2 separate regions of the Macaca mulatta genome follow, and region 1 is linked to region 2. Evidence: chromatin contacts called from public Hi-C data. All regions are on one chromosome and are shown on one strand. The core of a region is the stretch at or near the end of the contact, and the rest is flanking DNA. Distances in the headings are between cores, read along the strand shown. Region 1 holds the start of GIMAP5 (GTPase, IMAP family member 5). Region 2 holds the start of GIMAP7 (GTPase, IMAP family member 7).

Evidence for each region. A called contact is a pair of places that touch in the nucleus more often than the background predicts.
Region 1: a Hi-C map of CD4 T cells shows a contact between it and region 2, with 2.2 times the contacts expected there. The contact joins the promoter of GIMAP5 here to the promoter of GIMAP7 in region 2. A contact is called at or near these places in 2 of 14 Hi-C or Micro-C datasets (CD4 T cells and blood).

Annotation. Positions count from the first base shown.
Region 1 is chr3:190,162,926-190,169,996 of T2T-MMU8v2.0, forward strand. It overlaps GIMAP5 (GTPase, IMAP family member 5), which reads left to right and starts at 1,269. Exons shown (of 4, transcript XM_077997714.1): 1 at 1,269-1,378; 2 at 1,753-1,958; 3 at 5,201-5,249; 4 at 6,540-7,071. The coding sequence starts at 1,917.
Region 2 is chr3:189,942,401-189,949,824 of T2T-MMU8v2.0, forward strand. GIMAP7 (GTPase, IMAP family member 7) reads left to right here and starts at 1,830. Exons shown (of 3, transcript XM_015135272.3): 1 at 1,830-2,121; 2 at 2,781-2,906. It also overlaps the pseudogene LOC713371.

The DNA.
Region 1 (7,071 bases), core at 19-2,518, 220 kb after region 2:
GAATGAAGTGAATTTGCTACATTGATAAGAATGGTTAGCATCCGTGCCCCTCAGTGTCTATAAGATTTTGATGTGAACTCTGTCCATCAAATTTTTTAGGGATTCCAGGCAGTTGCTGGGGGAGTACCTGGTCCCTATCTAATAAGGGTGAAATCCTGGTCAGATTACAGCCCACTTCCTGCCCTGCTCTGCTCAATTCACACAAATTATGAGTGCTGACTAGCTTGAAAGTCCTTGAAGAATTTAAAAGTGTAAGGACCAATAAAAGTCAAATATAAGGAAAAAATGTTAATTCTCTTTTCTGGGGAAAAAAACAAAGTGGAAAAGAATTACCCCTCCCTTCTTAGAGTATTTTATTTAGAAAGCTTGTAAGTGTGAATTCTTTCTCCACCCTTTGTAATGCAATCTTTTTAAAAGCTGTTTGACAGCCCAGGACTGTCTTTAGAGCACCTGGAAGCCATCCCTTTGAAACGCAAACATCAGGGAAGGTAGCGTCCCCACCTCCCAGTCTCCGTGGGAAAGCAGGGGCCTAATTTAGGAGCCTAACTTAACTTCGGTAGGAGCCTGACATCTGCCAGCACCTTCCTGAGTTGCAAATCTTCCTCTTGCCATAGAGGATGTGAGAAGTTTCCTTTTCCTCTGGAAAAAGACAATTAGCTAACACAGATGATTACTGAGTGAGTTTAGGATGAACTATGTATGACAAAGGGTACTGTCAAGTCCTCTTACTTGAGTACTAGCTACGGTTTAGCTTGAGAACACGTGTGTAATGGGTGGCACCTGCCTGGCTATATGACCAGGTGACATCCCTCTCCGTCTTTGCAATCTCTTCCTGGATTGTCTGGGATCCAGATCACATTCTGGTTCAATGCACGTTCAATAAAATTGTTTTCTTTCTCTTCTGCCTCTGTGGAGAGGTTTTCTAGGCTGGCAGGGGATTGTTTAAAATTGTTTTACCCATCAAGTCTTAGACAATTGTTATGATATGACTGTAAGCTCCACTTCAAATGTCAACAACGAGGGATGTGGGGATTCTCTTGGCCCTGATGGCCCTCTGCCTACGTCCCATTGTGTTCTCCATCTCATAATTGCTTTATGTCCACTGCTCTAATCTTAAATGGCAATCAGCTTTATGTCCACTGCTTTCCCAATCAGTTAAAAAATAGAGGTTCTATCACCCTGCTTTCAACCCTTACCAGATAAACTGACACGTGGACTCCACAATGTCCCCACAGGGAGGGCTCCATCACGTGGAAGACAGCTTGCCAGGGTAACTCACAAGCCAAGAGTCAAACCCTGTGAGGGCTTGTTCTGGTCCTCTGTGGACCAGAGTGCCTTTCTGATCCTGGTTAGCAGAAGCTTTCCAGAAGCAGAGCCTGTGAGAAGGGGCCCAAGAGTGCTGGGAGGAGCAGGTGCCCCAGTGATGGGTGCTGAGGGCAGCAGCTGCTGCCCAGGACTTTCCAGTCACCAGGGGCCTTTTCTGAACTTGGAAGTGGGAGAGTCTATAATTCCCTTCATATCTCCTTCTTCCAAACACTGCTTGCTTGAAACAGTCAAAAATAAAAAGGAAATAGCACGGGGCACACTGTCCCAGGGCAGGCTCATGACAGGAAGTGGCCCATTAAGGAGGCAGCACATTCGGCTGGTTTTCAGGGGCTTGTTCCCAATCAGTTTCCAGCCAATACCAGGGTGTCCTAGTCCACATGGGTGTGGGGGGCACACTCCATAATCTCTACTCTTCTTTTTTTGCAGCTGAGTCATGGAGCTTTCAGCCCCTGCACGTGGCTCCTCCTTAACTGCATCTGCTCAGCCTCCCTCAGCCCTGCGAATAGCCTCCCCACACACAGACCACAGAGCAGGGCTCTCTCTGCTGTCACTTCACCTTCCTGAGAGAGGACCAGCCGGCCAGAGCCTACATGACCGCCACCCTGGAGGACAGGGCACAACAGCCGTTTCTGGTAAGGAGAACTGGGTTTATGCTCACAGAGACTTGGGGAATCAGAAGGATCACAGTTTGGTCACAGCTGTTCATTTCTGACGTGACCTTGCACAGATCCCCTCACTTCTGGGTTCCCTGGTCAGTAAAACGGGGCAATGGTGGTGAGTGTTGTGGGCATCAGCAGGTGCGCAGCTGGTGGAGCACAGCCTAAAGAATCTGCGCCTCCACTCACAGCCCAGTCCCAGGCAGCGGGCTTTGCTGCCCCATTGCCCATTACTTAGCCAAGTCGATCTCCATGAAACTCTCAGGGAGTAAGGCTGAACTGATCCTCTCCCAGTGGGACAGATGGGGAAACTGAAGCTCCCAGAGGGTAACAGGCTTTCCCCATCTCCCCTAGCATGCTGGGGCATTCTTCTCAAATTTACCCTCCTAATTTCTCCTGTCCCAGACCAGCCAGACACGCACTATGTCTCAGACAAGCCTGGGAGCTGAGGATGGATTCTTAGGGCTCCCCAGGGCAAGTGTAGGATATTTTCCCACCCCAGGAACCTCATGTTCCAAACAAGACCCCTGAGTGGACCTTTTCTTGTGACTTTCAACTTCGGAAAACTACCCCATGCTCCCCTAGATTTCCCACATTTCTCCTGTGACACCCTGCAGGATGCACTGTAGGGAAACAGGCTCATGTTTGGGGCACCTGTGAACAATCCCTTTGTCAGCCAAACTTTATGTGAGAGACGTGCCGTGGAACCACAGTGACCAAACCGCAAAACACATCATTCCAATACCTGGAAATATATGGGCTGGGGCAGACGGGTGAAGGAAATACTTATGAACAAAGAAGACAAGAAGTGGTTTGATCTTTTCTAAAATAGTATGGACGAGGCTGCTTTCTTGTGATTTGCTAAAATAAGCTCTTCTCTTAGTAAAATCAGGTTCATGCAATTTTCAAATCAGAACATGCATTTTGTTCATTTGCTTCACCCTTTTCCCTGAGCCGGACCCTCCTACCGGCTTGCCAGAGGCTGCTACTTTCTTGCTTGCACACTGCCTTCCAATCTCTCGTGACCTTTGGTCTCATTTGTGGGACTATTGGTAAAATTTTTCCTTTGGAGAAGACATCTGCCTTCATTCTCAATTCCCCCACTTTTGTCTGCCCTGTAGACCAACACGTATCACTTTCCTTCAAGCCTACGATGTGTCCACCATGCTTTATTCAGTTATTTTATAATCTTCTCCATGACTCATTTTAGCATTGCCATCAGTATCCTTTCTGACTCACCTGTGAACACTTTGTTATTTGTTAATATCTGACAAAAATATATATTCCTCAATGCAGGCTGGTCCACTCAGAGAGAGTGGATTGGGAGAGCTATTGTTGCTGCTCATTGCCTGACATAACAGAGTTTGACTGGCTTTTGTGACAGGCAATTGGCTGTTTTAAAAGGAAAGACCCCGATTCAGAGAAATTCCTGCCACCAACAATTTTATTTTTGAATAACCTTTTATAAGAAATACACTCAAGATTTTGCAATAAAATTCTGTGTGTTGGTTTTAGGGTAGGCTTCTAGCTGTCCAATTAGTTTGTCTCCTGACCAGTGAGTGGCAGCATTGTACACATGTTCCAAGAGGTTTGTTGACTTTTTTGGAATAGTCTCTTTTTCCGCCTATGGAATCAAGGACAATACACAGGCAAAAGGAGCCATTTCCTGATGCTAGCTCCATTGTAAATATGTGACCTTTGGCAGGTCATTTAATGCTCAGTTTCCTTGCATTTTAATAGAAATTTTAAGACCAGTCTTGATCACATCACAGGGAATTTGAGAGAGCAATTAAAATAAGAAGGATGAAATAAATTTGAAAATTATAAACGTCTGCATAGAGGTTTATTACAATTACGATGTTCATAATCAACATCATTACCACTGTCCTCTTGACCCTTACCACATCATTTTGTTGATTCCAAACCTCAGGAAACGTCATTTAAAGTAGAGAGGATGTCAGGGAACTGGTGCTGCTTTAGCAAAAGCCAGAAGCATAATTTACCAGAGACAAGAAAGGGTGTAGGAGAGAGAATACTCTTCTCTGGGCTTAAGAAAAAGAAAGAAAGGAGGGAGGGGAGGGGGAAGAGAAAAGGAGGAAGAAGAGAAAGAAGGGAAAGGGAGGGAGGCAGGAAACTGTCTTAATACATTCTGATAATACAAAAATTGATTGATTGACCTAAAGGCCAAGAAGATCCACTGAATGAATAGAAAAATGTGGAAAAGATAGAAATCACAGAAGTTATTAAAAATGGAAGTTTATAAATAACCAAAATAGCAAACCATGAAAACTGTTTTTAATTTAATGATAATCAGTAAAATATAAGTTTAAGTCAATTAAGACATCCTTATTTATGCCCATAAGGATGACAGGAAATTAAAAGTGTAATATTACCAAGTGCCTGTCAAGATCTGGGGACTTCTTATAAATGGGTGGTGCAAATAGGAGTTAGCACGACTCCCTGGGAGTCATATTTGGCAATATCCAGTCAGGTGGAAGATATACATCCCCAATGCTGTTACGCAGTGCTGGAAACCCAGAGCAGGAATGAGTTGTTCTTGAATTTGGCCTGAAGTTGATTATTTCTCTTCAATCACCTCACTACCTCCTCTCCACCAACTGTCAGGATGGGAAGGCGGTCATACCAGTCCCCCTGCACCATTTCCTCTCACGTCAGTTCTTTGTGTCCCTGATCCCCACTTCCACCCTCCCATTGGAAAGTACCTTGTAATTTCCTCTCCGCCACTGGAATACCCATTTGACACAAAGACTTTCTAGGACTGGAAGTTTCCACTACTTCAAATAAATCAATCTTATTTATAGCAAGGCAATTTTTTTCTCTATTCTGGTAAGTTTGCCTAGTGTAATTTCAATTTTTTTTAACACTCACTCTTTGTTCCATAGAAGAATGCTTTCTTCATTTCATGCCTTTCTGGTTGGGGGAGATAATCAACTGATTTGCTTCCAAATATTTCCTGATTTTCTGTTAAGTTGAGGGGAGGGAAGCAATAGTGCACTATTTTAGCATAACCTAACATTACCTGGTTTGCTTAAAGTTATTTACAGATGTTTCAAAGCAAAATATGAGTTAGAAAATTAGTGATGGAAATGGCTCATCTGAGGATAATTATTCTTAGATGTCTGAATTGAGGTGCTTTCAGACTCTACCAGCTCGCATATGGACATTTGCTTTTTATCCTTTTCCTGTTTTTATTCCAGGAGAGAATGGAAGGATTCCAGAAGGGCAAATATGGAGCTATGGCTGAAGGTAAGAAAGTCTTGAAGTTCTCAAGAGCCCCAGATGCTTGGGAGAATCACAATTCTCTCCCCACTTACCCCCACCTAAAACACAGTGGCAGAAACCCATTCATTTTAAATGAAGAAGATAAAGGCAACCATCATTTTTTACCTCGCCATACCTCTTGTGCCTAATCGAACAACCACACACACACACACACACACACACACACACACACACCCCATAGTGTGATGCTCTCCCTGCACCAGGTGTGTGGGAAATGTGGAAAGGAAACCAAGTCATAAGTTGAAGGGTCTGGAAGCAAATGGTGAATATGTTTTCTCTTTCTTTGTCTGCTGACGGCTCAAAACAAAACAACAAAAAAGGTCCCCATAGGGATTTAGTCATTGTGCTTGCTACAGAACACCACAGAATAACTTAAGAAAAGGAAGAACCAACCCAGAGTGGGAGGAATAAAATAATAGATTTTTAAGAGCCTAAAGTGCACTTTGAATTCATTTGGGCTCCAGAAATCCGCAGGTTCTCCCCTCTTTGTGCCTTGAAGATTTTAGCTCCTGCCACAGTGTCACCCTCTCCAACACCATTTCTGCTATAATTTCATGTGCTTCCATCAGCCACATAGATTAGCTTTTCAACACACATGCTTCTATTGAGCTTATGTTCTACCTTTTTGAGCCATCCACCTTAGGGTCATCTCCCAGACGTTGCCCTAACATTAACTACAACCTACGTCATCTCAATTTCAAACATTTCACTCCCTATCCAGAGAGCACAGACCCAGGGACGGGCAGCTGACTCCCGGCAGGGGTCACTATAGATCTGCCAGTGGAGACCTGCTTGACCCTCAAGGCTTGGATGAATGTGTGGAGTCTGTCTATACAAGTGTGGCTGGAAATATGTGGGTGAAAGAGAAGTAATTGTATTTTCTCACTTGTAACTACTCATCCCTCCCTCCTTCTAATAATTCTCCATGGATCTGGCCTAAACACCATGCAGGGGAAAACACAAGGACCATTTTCTTTCAGGAAAGCTCTATTTGCCACAATCCAGATGAAGTGCTTAATGCATCCCCTTAATGCAACAGTTCTGACTCCTGGCTGTGGATCCAAGCATGGGCTTCCAGTGAGGCTTTTTACATGCAAGATTCACCTACAGTTGTATGCACACTTTTATACGCACATCAACATTTCTGTCATTCTGGGGAGGAGGTTCATAGCTTTTATGAGATATCCATGAACAATGACCTAACATTCTTAAGGATCATTAACTTGGTAAGACACAAAACTTCTTTTTCTACAGGTAGATCAGAAGATAACTTGTTTGTAACACCACCGGCATTGAGGATTATCCTACTGGGCAAAACAGGCTGCGGGAAAAGTGCCACAGGGAACAGCATCCTTGGCCAGCGCATGTTTGAGTCCAAGCTGGGGGCCCAGTCAGTGACCAGGACGTGCCAGGCAAAAACAGGAACATGGAATGGGAGGAAAGTCTTAGTGGTTGACACGCCCTCCATTTTTGAGTCAAAGGCTGATACCCAAGAGTTGTACAAGAACATTGGGGACTGCTACCTGCTCTCTGCCCCCGGGCCCCACGTGCTGCTTCTGGTGATCCAGCTGGGGCGTTTCACTGCTCAGGACACAATGGCCATCAGGAAGGTGAAGGAGGTCTTTGGGGCAGGGGCCATGAGACATGTGGTCATCCTCTTCACCCACAAAGAGGACTTAGGGGGCCAGGCCCTGGATGACTATGTAGCAAACACAGACAACTGCAGCCTGAAGGACCTGGTGCAGGAGTGCGAGAGGAGGTACTGTGCCTTCAACAACCGAGGCTC
Region 2 (7,424 bases), core at 580-3,079:
AGAAGAAAAAGGGAAAGTAAGGACATTTTCCCTCTACCATGAAAGGGTCTGATGCAAGATAAACTAGCCTGTTGGTTTAACAATAGCTCATTAAAAAGGCCAGAGAATCTGGGAGAAGATGTATTTGGAAGCACTATCCTCTGAAGGACCATTCCCAAGAGGACAGCAAAATACTGAAAAAATTAACTGACTCAAAAATTATATTGAGAGATCAAGAGAGTTAGTCACAGCTTAGAATAATTTCCAGAATAAATAACACTAGCTAGATTAGTAGTTCTGATGTTTCCTTGGAGTTGTCATAGCACTCTGTGTGAACCGAAGGGACTACAAACTGATGCCCCTTTGAACAGAGTGATTTTAAAATAATAGCTTCTCCAGTGCGCCAACTGTGTTTTCAAGTATAATTCTGGTATTTGTACCTAGCAATACAGAAGAAAAAGCAGCAAGGAGAAAGTGTCAAGTATATAGGACATAAAATGATTTGGCAGCCCTAGAATTCCCAATATGAGTCTTTTTCATCAGGAAAATCACAATCTGGCTCAGTCCAGGGTAACACTGGAGGCAATGACACTGATGGCTTGTTATAAGCAGGAGGCAACAGTGAAAGTATTGAATCCTGGCTATCTTCTTTCATCTGTTTGAAGAAAACATGGGACTATAAACTGCTTGCTGATGGCCTTTTCTCCAGATCTTGTTGCAAACACAGTGGTAAAAAGCTAAATAAGGCAGGAGAGACGGTTTTTGAGGATGGTGTGTGTAATCGGTCACTATTTACTGTGTGAGTTCCACTGGAGATAAGCACACTTGCTCCAATCCCAGAGTCTACACCTGACCGGGAATCTTTCATTTTGGATTCTGATTGTGGGAAAATACTGATATCCAATGGGCTATAAGGGGGAACTTTCAGTTTCTGTAACAGCATCTGAGTTCTCTTCATATCCTGGAAAGGCACCTGCGTACTGGCTAATTCACATGTTGTAATCCCAACACTGTAAATATCTGACTTCACATTATACCCATGTAAATCCTGTCTCAGTAGTTCTGGACTCAGCCATGGTTGCACTGATGTGCTGAACTGTGGGAAATCATACACAGCCCTATGGCTCTGTCCATGCTTAACCAAACTATGCAGATGAGACAGGCCAGAGAGGGTCACGAGGCCATCATCAGAAATGAGGATATGGCTGGCTTTACTACTCCTATGAATACAGCCATATTGGTGCAGATAGTTCAGTCCTCTCACTGCTCCAAAGAGAATGTTTCTTATTAAAGTTTTACCCATTCCTTCAGGAAAATAGGCCCTCAAGAGTTGACTTGCTGAACCATAGGCCATAAATGGAGAAATAACTCAAAGCCAGCTGTCAACACTGAAAACTGTCCAATAAGTTGTAATATTGGGATGCCAGAAAAAGTGGGATAGAATCATGGCTTTCTGTAAAACTTTCGACATTCTTCATTGCAGTTTTCCAGATTTGTAACTTTTATAGTTACCAGTGTTCCTGTAGGAGTATGCCGTGCAAGATGGACAGAAGTCAAGTTGTCAAATCCTCTTCCTATTTCTACTTGGAGCTCATAGTGAGAAATGTTGATGGAACATACTACTTCACTGGCTCTAGTGGATGGACCCGACCAGGAAAGGGTTGGCTCATCGACCAAGTATTGATGGATGCTGGTTTCAGGTTTGTGTTTTGGGTTTGAGTGATCCAACTTGTGTTCTTGAAGTGCAGAAACAATCCAAAGGAGACACCAAATCGCTTTAGTTCACAGAAAGTGACAAAAATCCAAATATTCAAAAGAAGGCTTTTGTTTCATCTTCCTTTCAAGATGCAGATACATCATACCTAGCGGCGACCACGGCCAGCGACTCCCTTCAGGCTGCCAGTGGTGCGGACCTGGGCAGGTGCCGGAGCCCGGATCATGGAGGGGCAAGGCGAGTGCTCTAGGCCCGCTCCTGGCATGGGGTGCTGGAGGGTGGCAAGGCCGCGACAGGGGCTATGGGCTTGGAACTCTAAACATAGTATTCTTATGGAGCCAACCGGAATATCTGGTCAACTGCGAGAGCTTTGGGAGCATGCCTCTCACCTCAAGAAACCTCCAGAGCAGATTGGAACCATCCACTGGGTAAATTTGGGAAAATCTATCTCTGCCTGAGACTGGAGTAGGAAGATGTGGGGTAGAGAGGAAGGTGGGGAAGGGATGTAGGATCTATTCCATGGGTGCATCTTTACTTGTTAGGTCATGCGTATTTTCAAACTTGGAAGAATTATATGAAAAGCAACTAGAGAAACTATGTGGTCAAGGGCAGATTATTTTTCCAGGCCTCACCTTCCTTTTTTTCCATGGTTCCTAATGATTTAGACTCTGCCTTTGAGCCTCAGTGCTGTTAACTTTTGAATGAGTAACTTGAGGCCTTCCTGAAAGACTACAATTAAAAACCCATATTACACAATCAGTAAGAACCCCCAGCTCTACGCTTGGAAACAGCAAGGTATATGCCTGTCTCCCTTCTTCCCCAAATCACCCCTCAGCCTCCCACTCCACCCAGGGAAGAGAATCAGATCCTGTGCCTTGTTTTCTAGGCAATATTTGGGTCGTTTAATAAGGCTTTTTTGCACCCATCACTATAACCTGAAGCAAAAATTGTAGCTTTGGAAATGGTGTTTACAGCAGGCCCATGGGCAAAAGGTTTCAACCAGCAAAATTGAAGCAATCACCAGATTATGGATCAGTATTTCTGTTTCTTTAAAGACAAACTTTTTTTTTTTTGTGGCTCCACCCAGTCTGAGCTTCCTGACTTAGAGGCTTTGGTGGGGGTGCAGGCACTTCTGCCTCATAGTCAAAGCAAAAGCAACAGCTCAAGCAGCCTCCTTGGAGAAAATCTGAAAATTCAACTTGTTCAAGAGAAGGTGAGCCTGGCTGAGAAGAGGGCCGGGGGTATCAGGCTGTGAAGGGCAGTGAGGACAGGATGTGTGGGTGGAGTGGACTCTGCCCTTAGGAGGGACAAGGCACTGTGCCAGCAGCACTGCAGAGAAGGGACTGTGGGAGGGGTGAGTAGGAAGGGGAGTGAGGAGATTTATTTGCACTTGAAAACTCAACTTGTTCAAGAGAAGATGAGCCTGGCTGAGAAGAGGGCTTGGTGCTATTGGGCTGTGAAGGGCAGTGAAGACAGGGTGTGTGGGTGGAGTGGACTCTGCCCTGAGGAGGGACAGGGCACTGTGCTAGCAGCACTGCATAGAAGGTGTTGTGGGAGGGGTGAGAAGGAAGGGCAGTGAGGAGATGTGTTTGCTGAGTCTATGCATCTCATATGTAACAGAACATGCGTGGCTGCATAGTGCACCCTCCACTCACTGGCTGTTGTGATAGACACAGAGTATTGCCTGATAACCTGCATAAGAAATTAAGGGCTCCTAAGGCAGATTCGTAGAGGTGACAGGCAATTTAGGGTCCACCTGTCTAAGTCCCTCTTCTTACTGAAAAAGAATCAGAATCCCAATTCAAGGGGTACCCAGAATCCTAACCCAGAATCCCAAATCCAAGGGGTACCCAGATCACTCATGGCAGAGGAACACTAGAATTCAGCCTGCTGAGTTTTTCCAGCATTAAGCAGAGACAAGCTGTGTCCCTAACAGTATAACTTGTGGGGCTGCTCCGCCATTCAATACAAAAAGAGTTGCTATAAAAGACCTTTATAGAAATCACTCTATGAAAGCCTAAGGACAACCCTGCAAGATTGGTTTTATTTTCCCTTTTTATAGCGGAGGGAACTAAATCTCAAGGAGCTTATGAAATTTTCTAGAACTGTTGGGTCTGGCCACAGTTTAGAACTGTCCACCTCTGTTGTAAATGCTTTTGTCACTTCTCAGCCTGTCTCTTAGCTGGAGGTCCTCTGGATCTCCAAGAACCACTTGAGAAAGTTTTAAAGTGATTTTTCTGACTGTCTCTCTCACGTTTGGCTTCTCAATATGGGAGAGATGGAAAAGTCCATGAGAAATGCAGAGCCCTCCTCACGGTTCCCTTATCACAGGCTGGCTCCCAGCTCACTTTTTTGCAGAAAGTGTGGATCATCTCCTTTGCCCTCCACTGATCTATCTCTGATGCCATGTCAATGAAAATTTAGAATCATGGCCTGAGAGTAACCAAGAACAGGCGGTAGAGTGCAAGGTTAAGAGTGAGCATGGTAGAGTCAGACAGACTTTGAATCGAATGTCTTCTCTGCTCAATACCTATTAGCACAGTGACCAGAGGCATGTTTCCCAGAATTTTTGAGCCACACCAGCTTCCTCATTTAAAAAATTAGAATAATAAAATTAGTTTCACTGTAGAGTATTTTTGAAGAGTAAACGAAATATACAAAACATGTTTTATCAGGGTGTTCTGATATGCATTATATACTCGATAGTGGTTACACTATACATGGGTTCATTTTTTTATTTGAGGAAAATTTATACTTATTCAAAGGTAAAAATAATATAAGGAACTTCCTTGTACCTATACTACAATCTAACAGTTGTCAATTTATGCCAGTCTTGTTCAACTATCTGCTCCTATTCTCAACTCTATCACAGATTATTTTGAAGCAAATGTCAGACATTACATCATTTTATCAGTAAATATTTGCATATGTGTCTCTGAAAGATAAAGAGCATTTAAAAGCATTTCCACAATTTCATAAACAGGCTTCAAAAGACAATTATAAATTTTAATACTACCAGTTGTATTCAGATTTCCCTGAAGATCTCATAATTTTTAAAATCATTTGAGGTAGGATCTAAGTAAAATTCATACATTACAATTGTTTGACATCTCTTAAGTTTCACTTAATGTTGTGTTAAATTTCTTTGTTTAAGGAAGGGAAGGTCTTTTGTCCAACAGAACTGGACAGTATTCATACTGCTGAATGCATCCTAACAATGTCATTTAACATTCACTTCTAGCTCTAGTGTTTTCTGTGAATTTATATTAATGGGGAGGTTGGATCAGATTAAAGTTTGACTTTGTTTTTTTAGTGGGAATACTTCATAGATGCTATCCTAAACTTCCATTAGAAGGCACATAATATTTGAGTGTCTCTCTTTTTGTGATGTTAGCAGATGTTAATGATTGTCTAGAATGAATTTGTTTCATTAAAAGTTACCAAAAGATGATATTCTATCATTCTTTATTCATTTATTAGATGGAATAGTCCTATGCAAAGGAACTTTCATTCAGCGATTCTTTCACTTTTGTGAGATATAGTTAAAAGATGAGATGTATGAAAGACAAAATAAATGCTTCTTTCCCTTTAGTTGTCATTGTTCAGCATGATGAGTCACTTTCCTAGCATACTTCCAAGGGAGCAATTAGCTTCTTTCAGGAACATGGTGTTGTTATAAACTACTGGATTTCAATATATTTGGTATATTTTAATCCATTGGAACAATCTTTATTAGTGATGCTCAAATTGTTCCATCTTTGTCCAGTTGGAACCTCTTTAAGATAGCTTCCAAGTTCTTCTGATAAAACTAAGTAATTTTTGATAACATCCCTGCTTTCTAGTATGAAAGATGTTATAGGCTAAACTTGTATGTTTACTGGCCCAGACCTGCAATCAGTACTTTTTCCTAGTAGTCCTAATTTATTTTGTGGGAAATGCCATTTGAAGATCACAATCTGGGTGTTAAGTGCACTCATTGCTACTTGGCTGACCATGGTTTATGCCTTTTAGATGGACTTCAAAACAGTACACACACATACACACACACACACACACACACAGTGAAATTATTAATACTATATTTTCAAGCCTCTCAGGACAAATCTTTGTGTGGTTCATCCTTGACACAAAATGCAATTAGGTTTATTTGTTCCATTTCTTTTAACTTTTACTGGTGTTTTAAAATATAATTGTTATTGTACAATTATGTAAACCATTGAAATGGTCTCAAGATCAAATTTGCAAAAACAAAGGATATTCAAAGAAGTCTAATGACCATTTTCTGTTCCTGTCCCTTGTACCTTGTTCCTCCCATCTTCATATAAATAATTCTTTCATTTGTTTAGTTTTCAAATGGTTCTGCCATTGCTTTTTCACATGCACATAAAAATTATTTATACATAAAACTAATATTCCTTCTTACTATATAAATGGTAGTAAAAGATACGTTATTTTCTTCACTTGGCTTTTTTCACTTAACAGTATATCCCAGAGATCTCTTCATACTGGTATATCGATCTATTTCTCATTCCTTTTTGCAGTTGGATAGTACTTTTCTGTATGAGTATACCTTAGTTTATTCAACTGGTCCCCACTGATGGCCATCTGATAGGGTTTTGATCTTCTGCTATTACTAATAGTACTGCATGAATAACCACATGCATATATCTTTCTGTATTTTTGTCAGTGCAGCGCTGGGATAAATCCTAAAATTGGGATTGATAATCAAAGAGTAAATGCATGTGTAATTTTCCAAGGTATTGCTACTTTCTCCTCTATAGGTGTTAGGTTGTTTTCTCCTTCACATTAGTCATGCAGGACATTACCTGTTTTCCCCATACCTTTACCACCAGATTACGCTGGGAAATGTGTGGATTTTTGCCATACCTATAGTTGAGAAAGAGTTATCTCTGAGAATTTTTTATTTTTTCTATGTTTTTAATTTATTCTTCTCTATTGTGAATGAACTTGGATATCTTTTTATGTATTCAAGGATAATTTGCATTTTTTCCTTGGCTGCATATTTATATTTTGCCCAATTTTCTATCAAGTCATTGGTCTTTTGTTTCTTTACTTTTAGATATTCTTTGTACAATAGGAAAAGTAGCCGTCTTTGAGATAAATTGGAAAAAATGTTTTCCTAGTTTGATATTTGTGTTTTGTCTATAGTGTTGTATGGCTTACATAATTTTTAGATTTTTGTGTAATCAAACTTACCAGTCTTTTCCTTATACTATTTTAAATCTTAGTTATTAACATCCTCTCCACTCCCAGGTTACAAGGAATTTACCTGTGTTTCTCTTATTATTTATATGGATAGTTTTTTACATTTAAATTTCTGATCTATCTGGAATTTGTATGACATTTTAAGGATAAAATTGCATTAAATTATATGGTGGTATAGTTATTTCAGTGTTACTAATAAAAGTGTCCATCATCTTTCCCATTGGTATGAGGTGTTGCTTCACAGAATGTAAGTTAATGTAATTGAATTGAATATAATGAATGTAAAATGAGCAATGGCCTATTTGTGAATTCTGTTTCTGTTTCATGGCCCGTCTCTGTTCACTCACCAATATCATACTGCTTTAATTATAGAGATTATAATGTTTAATTGTCTGGTAGAGCTAATCTTTCCCTGTTCTTCTTTTCCTTGATTGTCTAGGCTAACTTGCACTTTCCTTCATCCAAATGAACTTTATAATCAACTATTTTAGTTCCAGAAAAAAAA